4 separate regions of the Mus musculus genome follow, and all the other regions are linked to region 1. The links are chromatin contacts, called in public ChIA-PET and Hi-C maps. All regions are on one chromosome and are shown on one strand. Each heading gives the region's core, a stretch centred on a gene start, on an enhancer-like site or on the middle of the called end of the contact. The rest is flanking DNA. Distances are from core to core; before and after follow the strand shown. Region 1 has its middle 11 kb from the start of Gm36405. Region 2 overlaps Slc7a1 (solute carrier family 7 (cationic amino acid transporter, y+ system), member 1). Region 3 has its middle 57 kb from the start of Ubl3. Region 4 holds the start of Ubl3 (ubiquitin-like 3).

Region 1 (2,630 bases), core at 38-2,537:
TTGTTTTGTTGTTTTTGTTTTATTGTTTTTTATTTTTGACACAGGACCTCACTCTATAGCTCTGGATGGCTTGGAACTCACTCTGTTGACCAGACTGGTCTCAAATTTAGGGCAATTCTCTGGCCAGTGTTGGGAGATAAAGGTGTAAAACAACCATGAGGGGACTGAGCAGGTGTCAGACAGGGAGACAAACCAAAGAGAATGACCCCTGCTAGCACAGGTTGCGCCTTCCTTTGCTGTGTCATTGGGTAGGGTGCAAAATGGACTTGGCCACGAGCCAATAGGCAGACACGGCTCTGAGGTTCCACCCACAGTGTCCTTTGAAAGAACCTCCTCTCGGAGGAAGTCTCTTGGCAATTTGCCACTACTAGTTTACTACCGAGGCACTGTGGTTGGAAGGTGTCTCCCTCAAGTCCACATGTTGAGAATTAGGTCCTCAACACAAATACGTTGAGAAGTGAGATCTTTGGGAGGCAATCAAATCCAAATGGAGTACTGTCCTTTTGAAGGAATGGCTTCCTCACAGATGAAAACTCAGCCCATTTGCTGCTATCTCGCGCTGCCCTGCTTCCACCTTAACTACGGGAGAGCAGGGTGAAGGTGCTTAGCTGTGCACCTTCCCTGACACCGGTGCATCTGACCTTCCCAGCCTCTATGGTATAACAATTTCTGCTCTTCGTGAAACACCCAGTCTCACGTATTCTATTGCAGCAGCCTGAAACAGGGGACAGTGTGACATGCTTGTATTTGTCCTGAGTTGAGGACATTTCAGTGCTTATAGAAACCACCAAGTTCTCAACTGTTTCCTACCCAAGTCACAAATGAAGCCAATGCTCTCTACCCACACGTAGGCCACACTGTCTTTAGGAAGTGGGGTGCTGAAGGCTCAGGCCATAAAACTCCGCTTTCATGTTTTGTTGAGGGCCTTTTGGTATAAAACAGTCACCCCAAAATGACCTCATCAAAATCATTTTCTCAGAATAACCCGGCTAACCAGAGGTAATGGTGCAGCAAGTAAGTAGCATCCTGGTGCCTGGCCCGGGTGAGCCAGCATCATTGACGTAAGTGGGGGGTAGGGGGAGGTTAAGGGACATGGGGGGTATGCTCTAGCCTCCCTCTCTCCCTCCTTCCCCCTCCCCCCTCTCTCAGTGTGCCAAAGCTTAGCTGCACTGAATCATCTCAGGAGCGCCAGAAAAAACGCGATTTCCCGGGTTCACCCCTCAAGGACTTGATTGCCCGGGTCAGGCAGTGCGCCTCAGCACCGCTGATTCTGACTCACACATCCCTCCAGGTGACCGCAACACGTGGCTCCGTCAGCCAGCTCCATCCGTGAAAAGCGCGCTGCCTCTGTGACAGCTTTTCTTCTTGTCTTTATTTCGGCACTTCCCGTTTCTCCTAGCTCCGGGGAGTAGGCTTTGGTGATTAATTGCCGAGCTAACCCATTCATTACTCCTTAATAAGATGAATCCGTGTCACCAACAATAAGTCATGCTGCCTCTGCTTCCTGTCGCCTCCTGACAGGTCTCTGGTGCCATCCCGTTCTTCTCTGCAGACAATTATTGTGATAACCGCATCCAGGCCATCAAAGGTGGTTTTCAATTCGGGGGTGGCAGGCGGGGGAGGGGGGTTGGGGGGGTTTGGTTTGGCTTGAGTCGTTATCGGTCAGAATTTGTTGATGCTGCTGTTGCTCTTCTTTTTGTTGGGGGTCGAGGATGAAGGCCGTTAGAGTGAGAGCTGATGGCCAATTCATTAAATATAATCCAAGGAGACGCTGGAGAATACAGTGCTTTGAGTCCCCTGGCCCAGGGGTCAGCATCTGGCAGGACATCCCAGGAGACCACAAGCAAGGGTCTAGCATCTGTGTTTGAAGTCCAAACAAGGGGCCGCCTCCCTTTTCCCTCTTAATTTGCCTCCCATCGTTGAGCCCTCGTACCTTCTCTTTGGGGGTTTGAGCAAGTCAGTTTTCCCCACCTTTATTTATATTCAGTGTGAACTCAAAATCACTGGAACATCTGTAAGGGGGTGAATTGTGACCCTCTAAAATAGACACATATCCAAGTCTAAGCTTTTTAATGTGATTCCATCAGAAAATAAGATTGTTTCAACTGGCCAGTGGTGGTGCATGACTTTGATCCCAGCACTGGGGGGGGGGGGGTGCAGACACAGAAAGATCCCCGTGTCCAGGGCTACACAGAGAAACCTTGTCTCAGAGGGGGAAAAAAGATTGTTCCAAATGTCACTAATCACATTAAAATTAAAATAGTGCTACACAGGGCTAGTGTGGACCCTTAGTCCAATGGCTGTCATGTCTAGGTCAGAATGGACATTGTAAAGGCAGACTTACCCAGGGAGGGAAAAATACATAAAATTGGAGGTAAGGGTGCATCCAAGAGATGAGATACATCAGGGAAGGTATCGGAAGTGGCCAGAAGAGACACAGAACAAGTTATCTAGAACCTTAAAGAAAGCACAGCCTTGCAGCCCCCTTGATTTTAACATACAATTAAGAGGTATCCTTTGCTGGTTTAAGAGAGGTAGAGACTGGGGTGGCTGGAATCTAGCCTTTCTCTGATCTTTCTACCTGCGTCCTGTGGAGGAATAGAAACGAGACGCAACTTCATAAAACCATT
Region 2 (2,630 bases), core at 42-2,541, 440 kb before region 1:
GCTCCAAGATACTGGCCAACGAAATTCTCAGAGGACAAAGCTGGAAGTCCACCAAAGGCTTTTCTACTGAAATAACAGAGGTAATGCCACTGTGCTGGCTGGTTCTGTGTGTCAACTTGACACAGGCTGGAGTTATCACAGTGAAAGGAGCTTCAGTTGAGGAAATGCCTCCATGAGATCCAGCTGTGGGGCACTTCCTCAATTAGTGATCAAGCAGGGAGGGCCCCTTGTGGGTGGTGCCATCCCTGGGCTGGCAGTCCTGGGTTCTATAAGAGAGCAGGCTGAGCAAGCCAGGGGAAGCAAGCCAGTAAGTAACATCCCTCCATGGCCTCTGCATCAGCTCCTGCTTCCTGACCTGCTTGAGTTCCAGTCCTGACTTCCTTTGGTGATGAACAGCAATGTGGAAGTGTAAGCTGAATAAACCCTTTCCTCCCCAACTTGCTTCTTGGTCATGATATTTACGCAGGAATAGAAACCCTGACTAAGACAGCCACTTTGTGCCCGCCTTCCACCCCCAACAGTGACATTCACCCTGGCAGTGCTTCCAGGATGCTCCATGACCTTGACCATGGCCCATGACCTTGACCATGGTCCACACACATCCTGTGGTATCTGGAAGGTGCTGCTGAGCCTTTCCTGGAAAGACGGTACCAGGCAACAAGCTCTAAATCCCTCACTAATGTAAACACCCCACACACTGCTCAGGCACCCATGTATTTTGGATATGTCTTTCAAAACACTATTCCTCTGAATTTGAGCACCAAGAGATCTTCCAGAGGATAGGCGCTGGAGATATGGCTCAGTGGTTAAGAGCACCAACTGCTCTTCCAGAGGTCCTGAGTTCAATTCTCAGCAACCACGTGGTGGCTCACAACCATCTGTAATGGGATTTTTTTTTTAAGCATAAGTCTAAGGTAACTATGCCCTGAATGTAGCATCATTATGTTCCAAGTGTAACTAAAAAGAAAATTCCCAAATCATTCAAGTTATTCTGGGTTCTAGGTGGTAGTAAGCATACTGGGCTTTATTTAACCATCTGTTGTCAAGGAGGGGTTGGGGGAGATATGAAAAATATAGTCACCACAAATTTAACTGGGCACCTAGTATTTTAACTTGATGTATGTTGTTGGCAGCCCTGGTCTCACTCCACCTTGCGAGGCCTAGACCCTGAGCCGGCGGTGGCAGCTGCCTCCTGCAAAGGCACATTCCCCAGATCAAGAGAGCGACCAACAGCTTCCTCTTTTAACTGGTGGGGCTGAAGGGAGGCGCTACACACGTGGCAGAGGAGCCTACTTCAGCGAATCAGCCAAGGAAGGAATAGCCAATCACACAAATTATTTCAGAAACACAAAGGAGGGTGGGGGCAAAGCAAAGGAGGGTGGATCAAAAAGAGGAACTAGGAAAGGTTGCCACCAAGCATTGGCTGCGTGTTTAAAGGGATGAAAGTCATTGCCACAATGTGTCACTCCCGAGAGCTCACTTGGTCTACGGAAATGGGGTGCACACCAACTGCTTGTGTTATCACAGTTATCCACAGAACCCCGAGAAGGACGTATGGCCACCAGGGGCAGACACTTGCTAGCTAAGAGCGTCACCTTGGGGCACTGTATCGCTGACTTTCCTCATCACTGACAAAAATCCCCTAATGGAAGCAATTTAAGGATGAATGGCTTTTTGGCACATGACTTGGGGGGTGCAGTTCATCATAGTGGGGAAGCCATGGTGGCAAGAATGGAAGGTGAGGGTCAGAGTCCATAGTCGGGAGGCAAAGAGCATTTTAATTGTATTTTATGTGTTTTGCCTGAGTATGTCCGGGCACCCTGTGCATGCAATGCCTGTGGAGGCCAGCAGAGGGCGTTGGACCACCTGGAACTGGAGTTACAGACCTTTATGAACTGCCGTGTAAGAGCTGGGAATTGAACCCAGGTCCTCTGCAAGAGCAACCAGTGCTACTTTTTTTTTTTTTTTTTTTGTGGTTTTTCGAGACAGTGTTTCTCTGTGTGTAGCTCTGGCTGTCCTGGAACTCAAGTTTGAAGACCAGGCTGGCCTCGAACCCACGGATATCCACCTGCCTCTGCCTCCTGAGTGCATGCATCGCCACCTAGCCACAAACAGTGTCCTTAATCTCAGAGCTACCTCGTCCTTTCTTTCCCATTTATTCAGTCAGGACCCCAGGTCACAGAATGCTGCCACCCACATCTAGGGTGAGTCTTCCCCCTTTTTTTTTCCCCATTTTTTATTAGGTATTTAGCTCATTTACATTTCCAATGCTATACCAAAAGTCCCCCATACCCACCCACCCCCACTCCCCTACCCACCCACTCCCCCTTTTTGGCCCTGGCGTTCCCCTGTACTGGGGCATATAAAGTTTAAACCTTCCCAGAAATAAATGCCCTGCGCGAGTACACATCTCTTAGGTGTCGAGGTCCAGTCAAGCTGGTGGTGACCAACAGTCACAGACTCTTAACCAACACCTGCTGCCGTAATGAATACAGGAACAGATGCTTAAGAGCAGAGGTCTAGAAACCCGACACCTGACAAACTATAAGTTACCACCTCCAAGGACTCCTGGAAGAATTACGTTCTTGCTAAGGTTTATCTGCAGTACAAACCCCGAGTGCCTATAAATA
Region 3 (2,630 bases), core at 52-2,551, 330 kb before region 1:
GTAAGGGAAATGTAGTGTATTTATTCAATAGAATTTTTATTCAGCCATCTGGAACAGTAACATTACTGGAAAATGGAAGTCATTGCATTGAACATTGAGTAAAGCAGGCCAAACTCAGAAAGACAAATGTGTGTTTTCTCTTACAGGCAAACTCTAGAGGTCAAAACCAGTAAAAGACATGTCTATGGACTTGATCCCAGAGGACAGACACACAGACACACATAGAGAAAAGCTGGGATCGGGTGAGCTTGATTCCTCTCCTGGAGCAGCACCAACAGCCTGGAACCTTCGCACGTATTTTGTACCGCACAGGGGGAGGAGCTAGCTGTTTTGGTGGGAGGGCTCTGTAGAGGGAGGAGCTAGCTGTTTTGGTGGGCGGGCTCTGTAGGAGAGGAGCTAACTGTTTTGGTAGGAGGGCTCTGTAGGTCAGCTCTCTCAGGTTGCAACAATCTGGGAACAGATCCCTACAGCTGTTAGTATTTTTGTTTTGTTCTTTTTTATTTTTTTGCATACTCTTAATGTCTACCCTAAAGAAAGACTTTGCCAGTTTCCATAGATCTGAGGCACTCGCCCTGGTCAATGATACCCATCCCTCAGGGCTTATCTGCCCCTTACATGGTCACTCAGGCCTTTCTTGGTTCCCCAGGAGACATAGAAGTAAAAGGGAGATTTTTTAGAAAGGGGGAAGGGTTGAAGAATATGATCAAAGGACATTATCTGTACGTGCTTTGAATGAGACAGCTCACAATGAAACCTACTGTTTTGTATAATTAATCTATTGCCATCAAAATCATTAGAGAAGCAAGGGATTGCGTGGACTGTGAGTATCAGCAGGCTCTTCCCCTTCATCCTGACAAGCAAAATGAGAGATAAATAAAAGGACTTCTCAAAGAAGACTTCCTAGGAGTCAAGGGGCGATATGAGATCTGAGCAGGTGGGGGAGTAGAGGATCGGGAAGATGATAGAAAGGGAAGCTTGAAGGGGCATCCTACCAGAAACGAGTGTAGGAGATCAGCTGAAGGCTGAGGGCAAGCCCACGCGGGGACATTAGCAACATTTCTCCAGCTAGGCAACAGGGTCCAGGGTCACACCAGCAGGTTTCAGCCACCCCTCCCCCACCCACGCCCATGCCATTTCCTCAAACTCTAGACTACTGTAATCAGGAAGCAAGCATGTAAAGTTGGAAAAAAAAAAAAAAAAGATCAAAGCCCTAGACGTCAGCTGAGAACCCAAGTGCTGACAAAAGAAAGCAGTACGGAAGTGAGAGGAAGTGCAAATGAAGACCATGGGACTGTTCACACACGCAGAGGAGAGACTAGACAGGCACTGAGGAAAGCCCAAGAAGAAAGGGGCGGGGCGTTGACGCAGAGGGCTGGCGAGGGGTCACGGGACTTCCACAAGGGGAGTACCAAAGTCTGGCCTGGTGGGCTCTCTGCTCTTACGGCTCTAGGAACTCCGAGATGGGGTCGGGTGTGGGGTTTGCTTTAGCCCAGGAATGTCTACCTGGCTACCTGGGCAATAGAAGAAGAGAGGAGGAGGACGGGAAGGCGTGTGCATGTGTGTGTGTGCACAAATCTTCCAGATAGAATTCAACCCATAGACTGAAGGTATACCTTGTGTTCTTGGGAATTTTGGTGCTGAAGTTTCTATGCCAAGACAAACTAGGAAATGTCCAGGTATCCAGGAACAAAAAAAAATCAATTGCAACAGAAACAACTCAGACTAGCTTGTGTTCTTTTACAATATCAAAGCTGATAGCTGGGTGTGATGCTGCATACCTTTAATCCCAGCACTCAGTTAGCAGAGGTAAGTGGATCTGAGTTCGAGGCCAGCATGGTTGACAGAGTGAGTTCCAGGGCAGCCAGGGCTACACTGAGGAACCCTGTCTTAAAAAACCCAAACCAAAAATCAAACAACAATCAAAGCCCTTAAACAACAAAGTAATGTCTACAAATCACTGAAGGGAAGGGCTACTGAGGCCGTTACCCCGTCACAAGCTGTCCATGTGATCAGAAGGCATCAGGGAGGAGCTGATGCAGACATATGGGAAGAGCATGTCAGAGCAACCTTACCGACAGAGGGCGGAATCGTCATTTTAAGCAGACCAATAGCCATGCACGGTGGGTCACATTAGTAATCCTAGTACTCAGAGGGCTGAAGCAGGAGGATAACTAGCAGTTCTAGGCAGTCTCAGTAACAGGCCCAGTCTCAGCCCAAACCACCACCATCAATAAAACCATGAAAATGACAAGAAAGACCACAGTGTAAAAAATGATTATTAATGTTTTGTATATATTAATGCTAGCAGTAATTTTTTAACCAGTTTTCCCCCCAAATAATGGTTCAGTGGTTAAAAGCACTGCCTGCTCTTCCAGAGGTCCTGAGTTCAAATCCCAGCAACCACATGGTGGCTCAGAACCATCTGTAATAGAATCTGATACCCTCTTCTGGTGTGTCTGAAAACAGCTACAGTGTACGCATATAAATATAATAAATAAATCTTTTAAAAAAGAGAATAGTTTATTGAACTCACACCCTAATACTGAACATTCCAGACCAGGAAAAAAAAAAAAAAAAAAAAGGTCTCGGTAGCCTAATTGCGGTATTAGTTTGCTCTCAGGGCTGGCTTT
Region 4 (2,630 bases), core at 43-2,542, 270 kb before region 1:
TCTTCCTACCCTAGGTATCCAGCTCGCCGCCCGTCCCCGGCCGTGTCCACACAGCCCTTGACGTTTTCCCGAAGCGTTTAAATCCAAGCCTTGAAAGCCTTCTAGCAATCGGGAAGGAATTTCCTCCGCTTCCACTGCATTTCCCTGCCTCCGGCGACTTAGGAAACACAACCGAACCAGTGACTCCCAGTGGTTTTAAAAAAAAGAAGAAGAAAAAAAGAAAGAAAAAGCTGCAAAACCACACCAAAAACCAGTGCTTCCTAAAAGAAAAGGGGGGAGGGGGGCAGAAGAGCCAACTTCTCCAAAGCCAAGTAGATTGGCTTTTCCAGAAGTGCCCCCCATTTCTCACCCCCGCCGGGCCCCAGAAACCTTCGCCCCGACGCCAGCGTCGTCTTCCGATTAAATAAGATTGGAAACCACACTACAATCCGAACGTCGGAACTTATCGTTCACTTACCATATCCGCCGGGACATGACTGGACATCTTGCCTTTTGAGAGTGGGCCAGAGGTTTACGCAGAAAACAAAACAAAAAGCAAGAGCAGAAGTGCTGGAACTACGGAAAAAATAAAAAAGAACCTTCACAATTCTGATCGGTTTGTGCTGAGCTTTTCCCAAAAATGAAAAAAAAAATAAAAATTAAAAAAAAAAGTAGAAGTTACGTGGGAGCACAAGAGCTTCTGGGGCGAGAGGCGCGAGGGGAGCCGATCGTCAGCAGCAGTAGCAGCTCCAGGACCCGCCGCGCCAGGTGGACAGAGCCGAGTGACACACGGACATGGAGCGGGGTGGGAGGGGGTTAAATGCGCCGTCCTCTTTCCCCGGCCCAGGCGGTGATTCACACGCGCTCGCGACTCAGGTCCTCATTAAAGCCCCGGCGACGAAGTGTACAGATAACTATGTGGCTACACATCGAGCGCCGAGCTGAAAGCGGCCGGGGCCGCCGAGAAGCTCAGCGCGCGCCGCGGGGCCGCACAGCCGGGCTGCGCGCAGCCGCGCTCAAGGGCATCGACCTCGCCAGCCGCCGAGCCGAGCCGAGCCGAACTGGGCCGAGCCGAACCGAGCGCAGCGCCGGGGGGGCTCAGGCCGCGGGCGCCTCAGCGCAGCCGCGCCGGTCGGGCCGCATCGCGTCTGGGCTCCGGCCGCCTCCGCCTCGCTGCCTGCCTTCCGCAGCGTCTTCCGGGGGCTCCTCCCTTAGCTTGGGAACAGCTCCCCCTCAGAGCCCTGACTCTCCGCCTCCTCCTCCACTTCTCAATCCCACACGCCCCGGCCGCCTCCTGTCATCGCCTCAGCCCAACATGGCGGCGGTGGCCCCTGCTGGTGCCCGAGAGCCGACTTGGGAATAGCGCCCCCCACCTCCCCCGCCCCCGTCTGCGCTTGTTCCGTTCGTCACAACGGAGCCCTCTCGGAGCATCATGGGAAATGTAGTTTGTGCAGGTGAGGGGAAGGGGCCTCCGGGGCGTCCTTGCCCGCATCGATGCCACGCCCCCGCATAGCAACAGTTGCTAGGAAAGGATAGCGCCCTTGTCTCGGTTCAGTTTAGAGGCTCTTGCTCTGGAGTCAGTCCCTACCTGTGTCCAGAAATGCCATGATCACGCGGATTGTTGGAGGAAAACAACTTGCACGGAGAAATTCCCTCGCGCACTGTGTAGACACAGTTAAAATAGGACACACCGTGGTGCAGAAGCATGTGTTTTAATCATTGCAAGTTCTCCACATCCTGCAATCTCAAACCATTTTATTGAGTGAGTTAATCTTTAGGTCTCCTCAACATGACAGTTTGAAGATCAGAAACAATCATTGATTTCCAATAAGGCCGTGGAAGTTCAACAGAAACAAGACTCTTGTGAAGCAGAGGCAATGTCTGAACACACGTTTCCTGAAGTCCTAGGGCCATAAAGCTGCAATCCGCTTAATTGAAATGACCAGAAACTATATAGTGGTAGTGGAGACTACATGTAGATTCACCACTTCCCAGCCTAGCCCCTGTTTGACCCGGTGACGTAATTGTATTGTGAATTTAAAACAGCATAATATAATGCCGATGCTAGAATATTTAGGTGAAAAAATAATGTCTACCACGGATCTAGGATCAGAATACAGAAACCACAAGTATTCAGTTGAGCCTTATTCATATCTCAGACCTTTCGGAAGGGCAGTCTCCACACGATACTATTACACCCACCTACAGTTGTGACCTCACCTAAAGGCAGCCTTGCCTACCTTCCAGGGCTAAAGTCTGGGTGCTGTTAAGGATGATTTCATGCATGGCACATACATCGTTTTGTAAATAACAGCACATCTTCTGACGTGAACGGTGGCTACTCATCCTCTTTCTCTCTCGACGCACAGGTGCACCACAGGCTCTGCGGCCACTGAGAGTTCAGACGTGAGCTATGCAGTCCCTGTTGTCTAGGAGCCTGCGTCATTCCCCAGAACCATCTCCCCAGTCACGTGTTCCCTCATCGGACGGGAACTCACGGGACACTTCAGAGGACCTACTTGTCTCTTGAGTGGCGGCCTGGCTGAAGGCATTCCATACACTCCTAGGAGCCTACATCACAGACCCAACTCCCTAAGAATCCAAACGTAGAGGAAAACAGAGGCCCAGGCTCACCCCAATGTGGCTTCCCT

The links. A called contact is a pair of places that touch in the nucleus more often than the background predicts. ChIA-PET counts read pairs in DNA pulled down with a chosen protein or histone mark.
Region 2: a Hi-C map of bone marrow-derived macrophages shows a contact between it and region 1, with 19 read pairs. The contact joins two enhancer-like sites. A contact is called at or near these places in 1 of 484 Hi-C or Micro-C datasets (bone marrow-derived macrophages) and 1 of 115 datasets of contacts at active chromatin or transcription factors (embryonic basal ganglia).
Region 3: a contact with region 1 is called in an RNA polymerase II ChIA-PET map of memory CD8 T cells, with 10 read pairs. The contact joins two enhancer-like sites. A contact is called at or near these places in 1 of 484 Hi-C or Micro-C datasets (bone marrow-derived macrophages) and 2 of 115 datasets of contacts at active chromatin or transcription factors (effector CD8 T cells and memory CD8 T cells).
Region 4: an RNA polymerase II ChIA-PET map of memory CD8 T cells shows a contact between it and region 1, with 40 read pairs. The contact joins the promoter of Ubl3 here to the enhancer-like site in region 1. A contact is called at or near these places in 1 of 39 promoter capture datasets (the C10 cell line), 10 of 115 datasets of contacts at active chromatin or transcription factors (the SCID.adh cell line, bone marrow-derived macrophages, effector CD8 T cells and 7 more) and 3 of 9 other capture datasets (adipose tissue, liver and macrophages).

What each region holds. Positions count from the first base shown.
Region 1 is chr5:148,819,319-148,821,948 of GRCm38.p6, forward strand. No RefSeq gene overlaps it. Among named protein-coding and RNA genes, the nearest start is that of Gm36405, 11 kb to the left of the region's middle. Within about 2 kb of position 1,288, at least 87 of the 459 cell types and tissues checked have an H3K27ac peak or open chromatin away from gene starts, as enhancers often do. A contact at or near this core is called in bone marrow-derived macrophages, effector CD8 T cells, extraembryonic endoderm stem cells and 1 more, where this site is marked.
Region 2 is chr5:148,378,355-148,380,984 of GRCm38.p6, forward strand. All of the region lies in intron 1 of Slc7a1 (solute carrier family 7 (cationic amino acid transporter, y+ system), member 1), which reads right to left. Among named protein-coding and RNA genes, the nearest start is that of Slc7a1, 20 kb to the right of the region's middle. Within about 2 kb of position 1,292, at least 86 of the 459 cell types and tissues checked have an H3K27ac peak or open chromatin away from gene starts, as enhancers often do. A contact at or near this core is called in bone marrow-derived macrophages, where this site is marked.
Region 3 is chr5:148,494,135-148,496,764 of GRCm38.p6, forward strand. No RefSeq gene overlaps it. Among named protein-coding and RNA genes, the nearest start is that of Ubl3, 57 kb to the right of the region's middle. Within about 2 kb of position 1,302, at least 136 of the 459 cell types and tissues checked have an H3K27ac peak or open chromatin away from gene starts, as enhancers often do. A contact at or near this core is called in bone marrow-derived macrophages, effector CD8 T cells and memory CD8 T cells, where this site is marked.
Region 4 is chr5:148,551,496-148,554,125 of GRCm38.p6, forward strand. Ubl3 (ubiquitin-like 3) reads right to left here and starts at 1,293. Exons shown (of 5, transcript NM_011908.2): 1 at 458-1,293. The coding sequence starts at 484.